Regions from separate parts of the Mus musculus genome. Here region 1 is linked to region 2. Evidence: chromatin contacts called from public capture Hi-C data. All regions are on one chromosome and are shown on one strand. Each heading gives the region's core, a stretch centred on a gene start, on an enhancer-like site or on the middle of the called end of the contact. The rest is flanking DNA. Distances are from core to core; before and after follow the strand shown.

Region 1 (5,976 bases), core at 712-3,211, 540 kb before region 2:
CTGAGGCTCTCCACCCTGATCCCTGAGCTCATGGACATCCAGGGGTATGACATCTTTCTGGCACTGATGCTCAATCCTTTCTGAGAATTCCCCCTTGACTATTAATTTCATTGTGCTGCACCCCTAGGCAGAGGGCGCCGCCCAGATCTGTTTTATTCGGTCCATCATTGTGCAGACATCTTGAGACCTTCCTAGTCCTGAACATGATGCCTGCTACAGATGAGGTAACCCCACCACCACCACCACCAAATCATTTTATGAAGTGCAGGTCGCCTGCTTTAGTGAGCCACTGACGGGTGCTTTGGAGGACACAGTGCTCTTTGAGTGCTTTCTAAGTATCTCCTATAGAAGATCAGGGAAGAGAAGCCCTTCTGCAACCCCCACCCTGTCACCTACCTCCACTGGCCTGAGGGGCAAAGACCCTTGGGTCAGGTTCTGATTCCCTTCCCTCTTTACTCAAACTTTCCAGGTCATTCTAGCAAACGGACATTGGGTTAGAGAGGGCAAGGATATATTCTTCCTTTAATGTGCTAAGGGACTAGGTTGCCATGGAAGCTGTGAGTAATTTCCTTCTTAAGAAGAGACTGGGGTACCATCTTCCAGGCAGTCTGAGTTGCTCTGATACCATCGTGAGCGAGGGACTATCTCCCTCTTGAGGTCTTCACCAGTATGGCTTTTGGTGAGGGCTTGTGACAGATGTGGGAGCCGGTGGTCAGGTAGTTTACGTTTATTTTGTTTGTAGCGTTTTGCAGCCCCCTGGATGTGTGTGAGCCAAACACTCTACCTCTGAGCCCCTCCCAATATGTGTGCTAAGGAAAGAATATAGTTTTTAAGATGAGATGTAAAAAAGTTTAATCCGTGGGTCTATGTTGGATGAGGAGGAGAAATGTCTAGAACAAGGGGCATCAGGAACGTGGTAGAGAGACCCAGAAACCACAAGGTGAGAAAGGCATCCCATCGGAGGCATCTTTCAGTCTGAGACATTTCGGCTTGGTATCAGTCAAGAGTCTAAGAGTCTCAGAATCTTTCCCTCCATCCCTGGTTTTTCAGGGATGATATTAGCTACTAGTGAAAGTCTCTGACACGCCTCCTGGACCATGGCCTTCTTTCTTCTATCTGGAAGCCACATGGGGGGTGGGGGGGAAAGATACAGGTTGTAGCTTTAGCCTCCCTTCCCACGGACTGCTGGAGTTACCGAGGCAATCCGCAGGCAGATCTTGCCACTCTTCTCCTCCTGTCTACCTTGCTTTGATTTGCTATATTTCTCTTCCCTGACCTCGGTTCTGTCTTGCCACTTGCTTGGTTTTTTCCTGGAAAGCTACAACTCTAGGATTTGGGTGGAGCCCGAAGCAGCGATCTACTGGAACATTCCTCTGCTTATGGTTGACCATACTTCTAAGCTCTGTGATATTCACCCTGCCCCCAGCTTCCTAGAAAGTTTCACGGTGGGAACCTAAGTGGCAGAGACGAGGGGTACCTCTTGGAAAGAGAGGCTTTTGTGGCGGGATGCGAAGCTTCAGCCCTTGGACCTCTGTATAGCAAACACCACACGGTCCAGAGTCTGCTAGAGAGTTCCTGCCACGAGCTACTTCCTTCCCCAGACAGAGCTCCCTGGGCAGGACAAGGGAGCCTACCCCTCTTCTACCACCCCAGGAAAATCAGAAGGCAAGGCATGCGGGGCGTGGGGGAGGGGGACGAAGGGGGTACCTGTTTGCCAGGGGGAGGAGAGCGGCTGAAGCTGGAGTCACTGCTGTCGGAGCTGTGAGGCATGGTTCTAATCTTCCGGGCTCTCCCACACCGTCCCAGATGCCTCTGGGCGATCTTCTCACTAGCTGGCTCCCCTTCTTGACTGCTAGGGGGCCACCAGCACACCACCTTCCACAGGTACCTCCCCTGCTTGCCCAACAGCAACCTCTGACAGACCCCTGCGTCCTCCTCTCTCTCGGGTGCAGAGGGACTGCTCCCCACAGGGACATCTCGCTGCTTTGGGGCTTGCGCACAGGCCCTCTCTTGTGGTTTCTGGTAATTCAAGCTGGAAGTCACATGGGCGGAAACGTCAACAAGTTAGAAAGAAGGTAGAGAGAAAATACACATCTGGGAAAAGACCACAGAATTAGGTGAAAGAAAAAAAAATACACAAACCCCCAGTATCTTCCGGCAGGCAGTTTGAAAGGCAGAGCGAGCGCTCTTCAATTGATGAAGATAAAGAAGAAAAACAGCCACACAGGGAAAATCCCCGGCCAGAATTAGCAAGTTCTCTGCTGTCAACATGGCAGAGAGCAGCAGGAAAGAGCCTCCAGGTCACAGGCCTTGATTTTTAAATCTAAATACAGTCAGCGACAAGCCTGAGGACCCTTTCTGGGTTTCACCCGAAAGCAACTGCCCATCCTGTTTTATGACCGGCCTTCCTCCTTCACCTATAGGACAGTTCGGTGGGCTGGGGACAAAAAGAAAGGAGGGCACTGCCTTTTACAGATGACCAAGCAAGACGTTGGGGCTAGCTGAGAGTCTCGGGGAGTCTCTGGAATCGATGCTAAAGAAGTTTATTATCTATCCCCTGTCCTCTTAGCAAGACACTTTCATTCTCCCTAGAGAAAGGATACCTACCTTCTGTGGAGGGGCTCCTTCAGGAGTTCAAGGTTGACCTTGAGTCTTCAGAAGTCAGTGACGTCATAACCCAACAAGGAGAGAACGTCAAAATGAGGGACAGAGGCTCTGGACTTGGAGTCAGATCGATATGATGAGAATCCAGTGACTCCCTATCCCTACTCCCCCCCCCCCCAGCCTCCCACCACACACACACACCTAAAACCTGCCCCACCTACTACCTTTCAGGGCTACTGCAATGAGGGATGACAATTTGAATAGGAATGTCCCCCACTCTGTAAAGCATGCTGTGGAGTGGCGGTGTTTGGCATGTGTCCCATGACACGAACACGCTTGTCGCTTTAGTGAACAGTCCCATTCTCATCCCAGTGTTTTGGCTATTTTTTTTTAAAGTTTGGGGACTGGAAAGATGCTCAGCAGTTAGGAACACTGGCTGCTCGTCCAGAGGACTTGGGATCTAGTCCTAACATCCAGACAGTGGCCCAATCATCTGTTACTCCAGTTCCAGGGGTCCTCTTCCTGACTCCTCGGGTACCAGGAAATGGACACGGGGCACATACATATGTGCAGGCAAGACACGCACACATATTAAAATAAAAGCTCTTACTCTATTCCCAGTGTGGCTCAAATGCTCACCTCGATTAATCTGAGGGCTGACAATATGTTATGGCTCCTAAAGCATTTTTGTATCCACTGATTACAATTCTGCCTGACGACAATATTGTTCTAAGGACAAACCTATCAAAATAATAATAATAACAATAATAACAATAACAATAATAATAATAATAATAATAAAAGTCAATCCTTGTAGAATTTGTATTTAGTGGTGAGAGCAGACAGGTAAAACAACTGAGCTGACATAATACATCAGGGAGTGTCAAGTGTCACAGATAAAAATAGAGCAGGGTAGGAGAATTCGAAGAGTGGCCACTTTTGTAAGCTGGCCAGGAAGGGCTTGGTGAAGGGGTCACACGTGAGCAGGAACCTGAGGGGGAGCAGAGAGGCTAAGTGAAGAAAGGTCCAGGCACACACCTGAGGTGGAACACCAGAGAGCCCAGTGTCTCCGGATCAGAGGTCCTGAGAGTGGCAGGGGACTGGTAGGGGATAAGTTCGGTACGTGGATCAGCCGGGACGTCTCTCAAGGCTCTTGGAGTCAATTGGGAGGAGTTTTGCCTCATTCTAAAGTAACCAGAGAACCAACCACAGGCCCGTGCCCCGTTCCCTAGATCCTCAGATCTAGCCACTGCGACTGCCTGTTTGTTTCAGAGCACTTATCGTAGCCGCTGATTGTTTTAGAACTTATTTTCTTCACTGGAAGGCAAACTGCATTTGGGAATTTCTTATTTAATCAAGCGTCCCCTGAGCACCCACCATGTGCCAGGCAAAACACTTGACTTTTTCCCCTGAACGAGACAGTTTATCAGTAAGTTTCCACTGTGTAACATACCAAGGACTTCACGAGAGCTTTAAACAGGCATGCTTTTGGCTGAGTTTGTAGGTCATTCAGAAGATTCCAGAAGGCCACAGTAGCTCTGATCTCATCCAGACCTCTCAGCTGCTGAGTTGGTTGGTAACTGACTGGTCTGTTCTCCCTGGCCCACCCCACCCCACCCTCCCAGCCATCCTGCCTGTTGTTCCCTTGGCAGGTGCCGGATTCTAAAGGCAGAACTCAGAACCTGCCAACATCCATGATCAGGTCTAGCTCAGAGTCCCATCTACCACATCCTATTGACCAAAGAAAGTCACAAAGTCGCTCAATGTTCAGTGGGCTGAAGATACAGTCCACCTCTTGACTCAGACCCAGTTGAAGACTTGTAAGGTCAAGCCTGCTGCCTCCCCCAGGTGGGCAGACGTTGGTAGTGTGAGAGCAGGGGAACTACATGCTCTGACTGGAGTATCCTGGGATCCCTTTAGACACAGTTGAGATTTTCCTGTGGGGAGAAAAGTGAATGAGGGAAGACCAGTTAGGATTACAATGTTGGGTTTAACATTGTAATCTCATTGTCCTAAACAAAAGAAAAGATACTGGTAGCATGAATCACAGAGGTGGCGATGAAGGTGGTGAGATGTGGCCCCTGTTCAAGCTGAAGACTGTCTCATGTTTACAGTTCCATGTCCGGTACCTAGTAGGCACCCAATAAAGGGCTGTTTGAATAAGGTCCGACTAAGCTCCCATACAACTAGAAGTTACGACTTGCATCTTCTCTAAACCTAAGTATATTAAAAACCCCTTAAGGATTATAATGATCTTATTTATATTGCATTTAGTTTCACCCGACAGATTTCCCACCTATTATGTGTTGTAACAAGAATCAAGAATCATAAGTATAAGCAAGACAGAGACACTGCTTTCATAGAAAGAAAAGCATAGTCCAACAACCAAAGTAGTTATGAGTTATAATGTGCACAAAGTTCTTAGCTCTGAAAAGTCTATCACTCAGCAGTCAGTGGTGGCTTTGACTCAATGATGTCGAGTCAGTACAGTGTTTAAGTACTAGGAACCAGTGAGAAGAGAAATACAAATGATGTCTTCTGTATGGAAGGAGGGGTCTCATTCAATGGAATATTAACAAATTACTTTAAAATAATTATGTTTAAAAATAATAAATATCAGGGCTGAGGGTGTAACTCAGTGGAAAAGAGCTTGCCTTGCATGTACTGAGGTTCACGGTTCAATCTATACTACTGTCAAATAATAAAACCATCAGAAGAAAGTTTTATAAAATTAATAATAATAATAATAATAACAACAACAACTTCAAGGCTGGCAAGATGACTCAGAGAATAAGGAACTTGCTATCCAAGCCTGATGACCTAGGTTTGATTCCTGGAACTGACTGTAAAGATGGAAAGAGAGTTGTCCTTTGACCACCAACTAGTAGGTCTGGTACAGGACCCACCACGTATCATCACCATCACCACCACCACCATCATCATGGTCACCATGGTCACCATCGTCACCATCATCATCACAGCAATGCTGTGGGTTTCACTGCAGCATAAGACTGAACAGCCCACAGCAGGAGGATGAGGCAGGGTCTCCTGTGTTAGTTACTGTTGCACAGAAAGCTGCCCCCAAGTCAGCCACTTTAAGTAATAAGTTCTGATTTTCCCACACAGACTTTGAAGGTCAGGAGTCTAAGAACAGCTTAGCTTCTTGGCTCAGCCTCTGGGTGGGCTCATGAGGTTGCTGTCAAGCTGTTGACTGACACTGTTGTCATCTGAAGTCCTGATGAACTAGGAGATTCACTTCTAAGTGGGAGTCCCCACATGGCTGTTAATAGAGGGAGCCATTTATGTCTCAGTCCCCTTTCTCTTCTGCTTTGCTACTCTCAGGCAAAGCACTAACACCTCACTCTTAAGGGG
Region 2 (5,644 bases), core at 1,331-3,830:
GTATAGGGGACTGCCAAGGCCAGGAAGCCGGAGTGTGTGGGTTGGGGAGTAGGGGGAAGGGAGAGAGGGTAGAGGATTTTCAGAGGGGAAACTAGGAAAGGGGAAAACATTTGAAATGTAAATAAACAAAATATCTAGCTGGGCGGTGGTGGTACAGGCCTTTAATCCCAGCACTTGGGAGGCAGAGGCAGGTGGATTTCTGAGTTTGAGGCCAGCCTGGTCTACAAAGTGAGTTCCAGGACAGCCAGGGCTATACAGAGAAACCCTGTCTCAAAAACAAACAAACAAACAAACAAACAAACAAAAACCCCAAAAACAAAAAGAAAGAAAGAAAGAAAGAAAGAAAGAAAGAAAGAAAGAAAGGAAGGAAGAAAATATCTAATAATAATAATAATAATAAAAGACCAAAATGGAAGGAAGGAAGGAAGGAAGGAAGAAGCAAACAAACAAAGTCAAAATAGCTCAGCAAAAGCAGATACACACATTAGCCACCATGCCTAATGACCTGAGTTTGATTCCTGAAACGCAAAAGGTAGGAGAGAACTGACTCCTGCAAGTTGCACTCTGACCTCCCACTGCATGCTGGGGCGTTGTGCAATACAAACACACATGCATGTCACTTAAAAAGTATGTGTAATCGGGCTGGAGAAATGGCTCAGTGGTTAAGAGCACATGATGGTTCTTGCAGAGGACCTGAGTTCAGCCCCTAGCACCCACCTTGGGCAGCTCACAACTGTCCAGTAGTCCCCAGCTTCAGGAAGCTGATGCCTCTCTCACCTCCTTGGGCACATTCACACACACACACATACACAGAAATAAAGAATAAGTTTTAAGCCAGGCAGTGGTGGCACACACAGTTATTCCCGGCCCTGGGGAGGCAGAGGCAGGCAGGTCCCTAGGAGTGTGAGCCTTGTGACGACATTGCACTTTTGTCTGTTGTGATTGTTGCTGCTAATGACATTTGTGTGTGGACTTTCACAGGAGTGAAACCCTGGATCGTACATAACTGTAAATTTAACTTTGTGAGCATCGACTAACACACTTTCTGCAGAGTCTTATCATCCACATCCCTGACAGCAGTGTAAGGTCCCCGTTTCCCCAGAACACTGTCAAGCCTTGCTATGGTAATTTGTCTAACTATGGCCATCCAGTGGATATCAGCGATGCGTTGTTGTGGTTTTAATTTGCATTCCCTTAAGAACCAATGATATTAAATATCTTCTCATCTATTTACTGGTTGTTTTTATATCTTCTTTGAGGAAATTATTAAAATCCTTTGCTCAGTTTTGAATTTTTTGTCTTTAGCTTGTTAAAATGTGTCCGTGTGAATAAAAATGGACCTCATAGACTCATGTATTTAAATGCTTTGTGACAAGGGAGTGACACTCTTTGCTAGGATTAGAAGGGTTAGGAGGTGTGGTCTCACTGGAGGAAGTGTGTTTTCAGGTTTTGAAAGCCCATACCAGACCCAAGCTACTTCTCTTCTTCTCTCTCTTTCTCTTCTCTTCTCTTCTCTTCTCTTCTCTTCTCTTCTCTTCTCTTCTCTTCTCTTCTCTTCTCTTCTCTTCTCTTCTCTTCTCTTCTCTTCTCTCTTTTCTTCTCTCTCTCTCTCTTCTCCTCTGTCTCTCCCCCTCCCCCCTCCCTCTCCCCCTTAAGATGCTTTAGGGATGATGAGATGACCTCATGGTTGGGAGCACTGGCTGCTTGTCCAGAGGATCGGGGTTCAATTTCCTGCACCCACATGGTAGCTTAGAACTGTCTGTAAGTCCAATTTCAAGAATCGAACACCGCACACAGACATATTTGCAAGCGAAACACCAATATACATAAGATAAAAATAAATAACTCAAAAATTAAAAGGTTGTTTTATTTTAATAAAGAGATAAATCTGGGGCTGGTGACGTGGTTTAGTGCATAAGGTGCTGCCATTTGAGCCTGGTGACCTGAGTGTGATCCCCAGAGACGACAACAGCTCTGGGTGAGGAAGGGGTGTGGAGGAGGAAGAGGAGTCAGAGGAGACCGGTGTGGAAAACTACCAGAGACAAGGTCACAGCAAAGCGCAGAGTGGCTTCTGACAAGTAAGGGGGTCGGGGTCGTTTGTGCCTTTCTTGGGAATGCATTTCTGACTCCAGGTTAGGATTCGGTGCTGCTCAACTCCGAACCACTCGCCTGACCTTAGAGCCCAGGAAGCCCTGGGCAGATTGATCTGTGAAGCCATAGAGGCAGCTCTACCCTAAGCCCTAGGGCAGAGTACACACCCAACAGAGAAACATTGACTAACTGAAGTAGTGAATGAAGAAAGTCTCTTGAACGTGCTGTGGTTAAGTTTCATTGGCTTAGAGGTCTAAGGCAGCCACATCCCTGGGTGACAATAGACCTTTTCTCTCCCTGCTACACTCAGTCACCCACATCCATCCCCACTGACTCCCACTCCTGAGTTCCTGGCCTTGCAAACTCTAGGGCTTTAAGGGCTGTCAGAAGCCGAGGAGAACGATGATTGGAGGTTTATTCTAACGGGTTGAGGATGAGCTCATCCTTAGCCAATGGCTGGCAGGCACCCGGCTAGACGCCCCACCCCCGCCCCCAGGCACCTGCGGAAGGGTGGTAGGCACAGACGGAGCCTTGCAGAAGGTGAAGGGACAGCGTTGGCGGGAAGGCCCGGAGCTCTGGCACGCGGACAGGTATAGTATTTGGTCTGCTCTTGAGCCATCCTCTCAGGAGAGGAGGCTTCCCCTCCCTGCCTCAGCCCGACCTCCTTGGACGTTCCCTATAGTGATGCACCTTGTGTGCCGGGGTCGTGCACGCGCTGCTTGCTTGACGTGTATAGTCTTAGGCACGCGGCTCCGAAAGCTGGACCCGCAACTCGCAGCCCTGCGCAGCCGGCGTCGGTGCCCCAGCACAGGCCTCGAAGCTACCTATCCCGCTGGGCCTGGCAGAGCAGGAAGGCCGCCTTTCTCCATCTCCTGGCCTCCTGGCTGCTTGGATATGTGCGTTTCCTCCCCACCTCTTCCTTTATCCTGTGTCTCTTTCCTTGCCGAGGTGGAAAAGATCCAGGGAGAAAAGCTACCCCCTGGTCATTTTCCAGGGTACCCGAGACAGCAACGGTGGCTGCTAGGCTGCTGTGAGGGACAGGGACCGCACTGCTGGCTGCTTTCTCTTTGCCCCTTCCCCTCTGGCAGCCGCCACTCTTATCCCTTGGGCCATTGGGGTCACACATTGCTTGGGGAGGAGTTACTGTCAGGTCCTTGGGAGGGCGCACAGGCCCCTGGACTTCTGGGATAGCCTCCATAGGGCTGGGTCACCCTGACACTCTCGCTGAACTCCACATGAACTGGCATCTAATCTGTCAATCACCTCATCTCCCAGGGGGCTTTGATGAGCTCGCCATTCCGGCTTGGAGCCTGGGTATTGGGGGGGGGGAGTTCCCCACTTGCTGACTCAGGACCTCTCTGGGCCAAAGGTTTTGTCTGGGGAGAGGTACCCCTGAGCTGAATGGAACTTCACAAGGAAGACAGGGAGGAGGGGAGACCTGAGGTGGAGGAGAGGTGAGACCAGCTTTAAGCCAGTGTGTGACTTTGGTATGTTTACTATGCTCTTGACACTAGGTTTACTCTGTGGACACCCCTCAAAGGCAGCTGTGGGTCACAGGTACCCCCAGTTTTCCGTGCTCCGTTCATACAGCATGGTATTTGTGGAGCTGAATTTGAGTGGAAAAGAAAAGAAAGCCCCCCCCCCACACACACACACTGCTGTGTTAATCTATCATTGCCACACTGAGGTAGGACCCAGCTCAAAGACGGGACCTTACCATCGCTCGTCCCTCCAGCTTTTGGATGTGAACATCTGTCTCTCCAATGTTTAGTAGAGGAAGCTGGAGTACAGGTAGGGGTGTGGCTCCCAACACGTGTCTCCCCTAAGACCTTTGCTTCTTACAGGTCACAACAGCAGGGCCACTATGAGCCTGGTAGCCTGTGAATGTCCACCTGGACCAGGCCTGGAGCCAGAGCCCTGTTCACGAGCACGGTCCCAGGCCTGCATGTACCTGGAACAGATTCGTAACCGGGTAGCTACAGGGACAGCCGATGTGACCAAACGTGACTACCTGGTAGATGCAGCTACACAGATCCACCTGGCACTGGAGCGAGATGTCAGTGAAGACTACGAGGCTGCCTTCAACCACTACCAGAATGGTGTGGACGTGCTACTCCGCGGTGTGCATGGTATGGGTGGGAATGTGTGTGGACAGAAGGTGGACAGGAGAGGGCCAGTGGAGGGTCCTTTGTCTCTATCCATACTAGGGCATTGTGTTAACCCTGCCTGACTTCCGTGAAGGACATTTCTGAGGACTTAGATTTATTAAGGCATTTCTACCTGGCAGACCCCATTAGGTTTTCACTATATTAACTCATTCAAGTCTCACATTAATAGAAGTATATAGGAATTATTAGTATGATCATTATTATCATTTTTTGAGATAGGCCTTTCATTGTTGCCCAGGCTAATCTTCCTAGATCAGTTCCCTGATGGCTCAGGCTACAAGTGTGTGCTCTGGGCAAAAACTAATTTTCTTCTTCTCTTCCTCCTCCTCCTCTTCTTCCTCCTCCTCCTTCTTAAATTTATTTATATTATGTATATGAGTACACTGTAGCTGTTTTCAGACACACCAGAAGAGGGCATTGGATCCCATTACAGATAGTTGTGAGCCACCATGTGGCTGCTGGGAATTGAACTCAGGACCTCTGGAAGAACAGTCAGTGCTCTTGTCCTCTGAGCCATCTCTCCAGCCCTTCTTTTTTTAATGATTCATTTTTTATCTGTTTTATGTGCACTGGTGTTTTGCCTGAATGTATGTCTGTGTAAGGGTGTCAGATACCCTGGAACTGAAGTTACAGACACTTGTGAGCTGCCATGTGGGTGCTGGGAATTGAACCCGGGTCCTCTAGAAGAGCAGGCTGTGCTCTTAACCACCAAACCATCTCTCCAGTGCCAGCAGGAACTCACTTTCCAGGTGCAGAAATTGAGGCATGGAGCTCAAGGCTCCACAGCTGCTGAGGGCTACACCGGAAGGTGGGACTGTGGCTTCATCAGCTCCTGTGGCTTACATACTTGGCCTGCTGCACCTGCCTGGCCACGGAGCTGGGCTGTGCAGTGGCCCTCTGGAAATTGCACTCCAGGGGTGGGGGGAGGTGGGGCTGACTGACAGGTGGATATGAAATTATAATCCTGGGTGGGAAGAACAAAGAGGGGCAGGCAAAGGGAGAAAAGAGGAGAACTGGGGTCAGAGGGACCTAGCAAGGGACATCCAGATGTGAATGCTGACATATATGTGTCCAGTAAAGGCCTAGCAGTGTTCCACAGAGAGGGAGGGAGGAAGGGAGGCCCAGGCTTGTGGGCAAGAGGGAAGCGCTGATGGGGCAGAAGGAGGCATTTCCATGCTAACTCTCAGACTCAAGGGCCTGTGGCAGGCAGGCTATGATGACTAGAGTCACCAGACTCACTGTAGAGGGGACCCTGCCATGCCTGAGCTTCAGGAGTGCCCAAAGCATTCCTTATTCCGTCTAATCTGGTCTCCACCCAGGCCTTTTTCATAATGGGAGGCAGAGATAGAGGCAGCATTGTCCTCTGGAAGCGTCTCTCTCCTCTT

What was found. Capture Hi-C pulls out chosen DNA fragments and counts their contacts.
Region 1: a contact with region 2 is called in a capture Hi-C map of macrophages, with 3 times the contacts expected there. The contact joins the promoter of Batf here to the promoter of Rps6kl1 in region 2. A contact is called at or near these places in 9 of 39 promoter capture datasets (the 3T3-L1 cell line, cranial neural crest, hematopoietic stem and progenitor cells and 6 more), 2 of 484 Hi-C or Micro-C datasets (the G1E-ER4 cell line and bone marrow-derived macrophages), 3 of 115 datasets of contacts at active chromatin or transcription factors (craniofacial prominence, large pre-B cells and microglia) and 3 of 9 other capture datasets (embryonic stem cells, liver and macrophages).

What each region holds. Positions count from the first base shown.
Region 1 is chr12:85,682,705-85,688,680 of GRCm38.p6, reverse strand. It overlaps Batf (basic leucine zipper transcription factor, ATF-like), which reads right to left and starts at 1,961. Exons shown (of 3, transcript NM_016767.2): 1 at 1,708-1,961. The coding sequence starts at 1,770.
Region 2 is chr12:85,148,200-85,153,843 of GRCm38.p6, reverse strand. Rps6kl1 (ribosomal protein S6 kinase-like 1) reads left to right here and starts at 2,580. Exons shown (of 11, transcript NM_146244.4): 1 at 2,580-2,681; 2 at 3,936-4,220. The coding sequence starts at 3,956.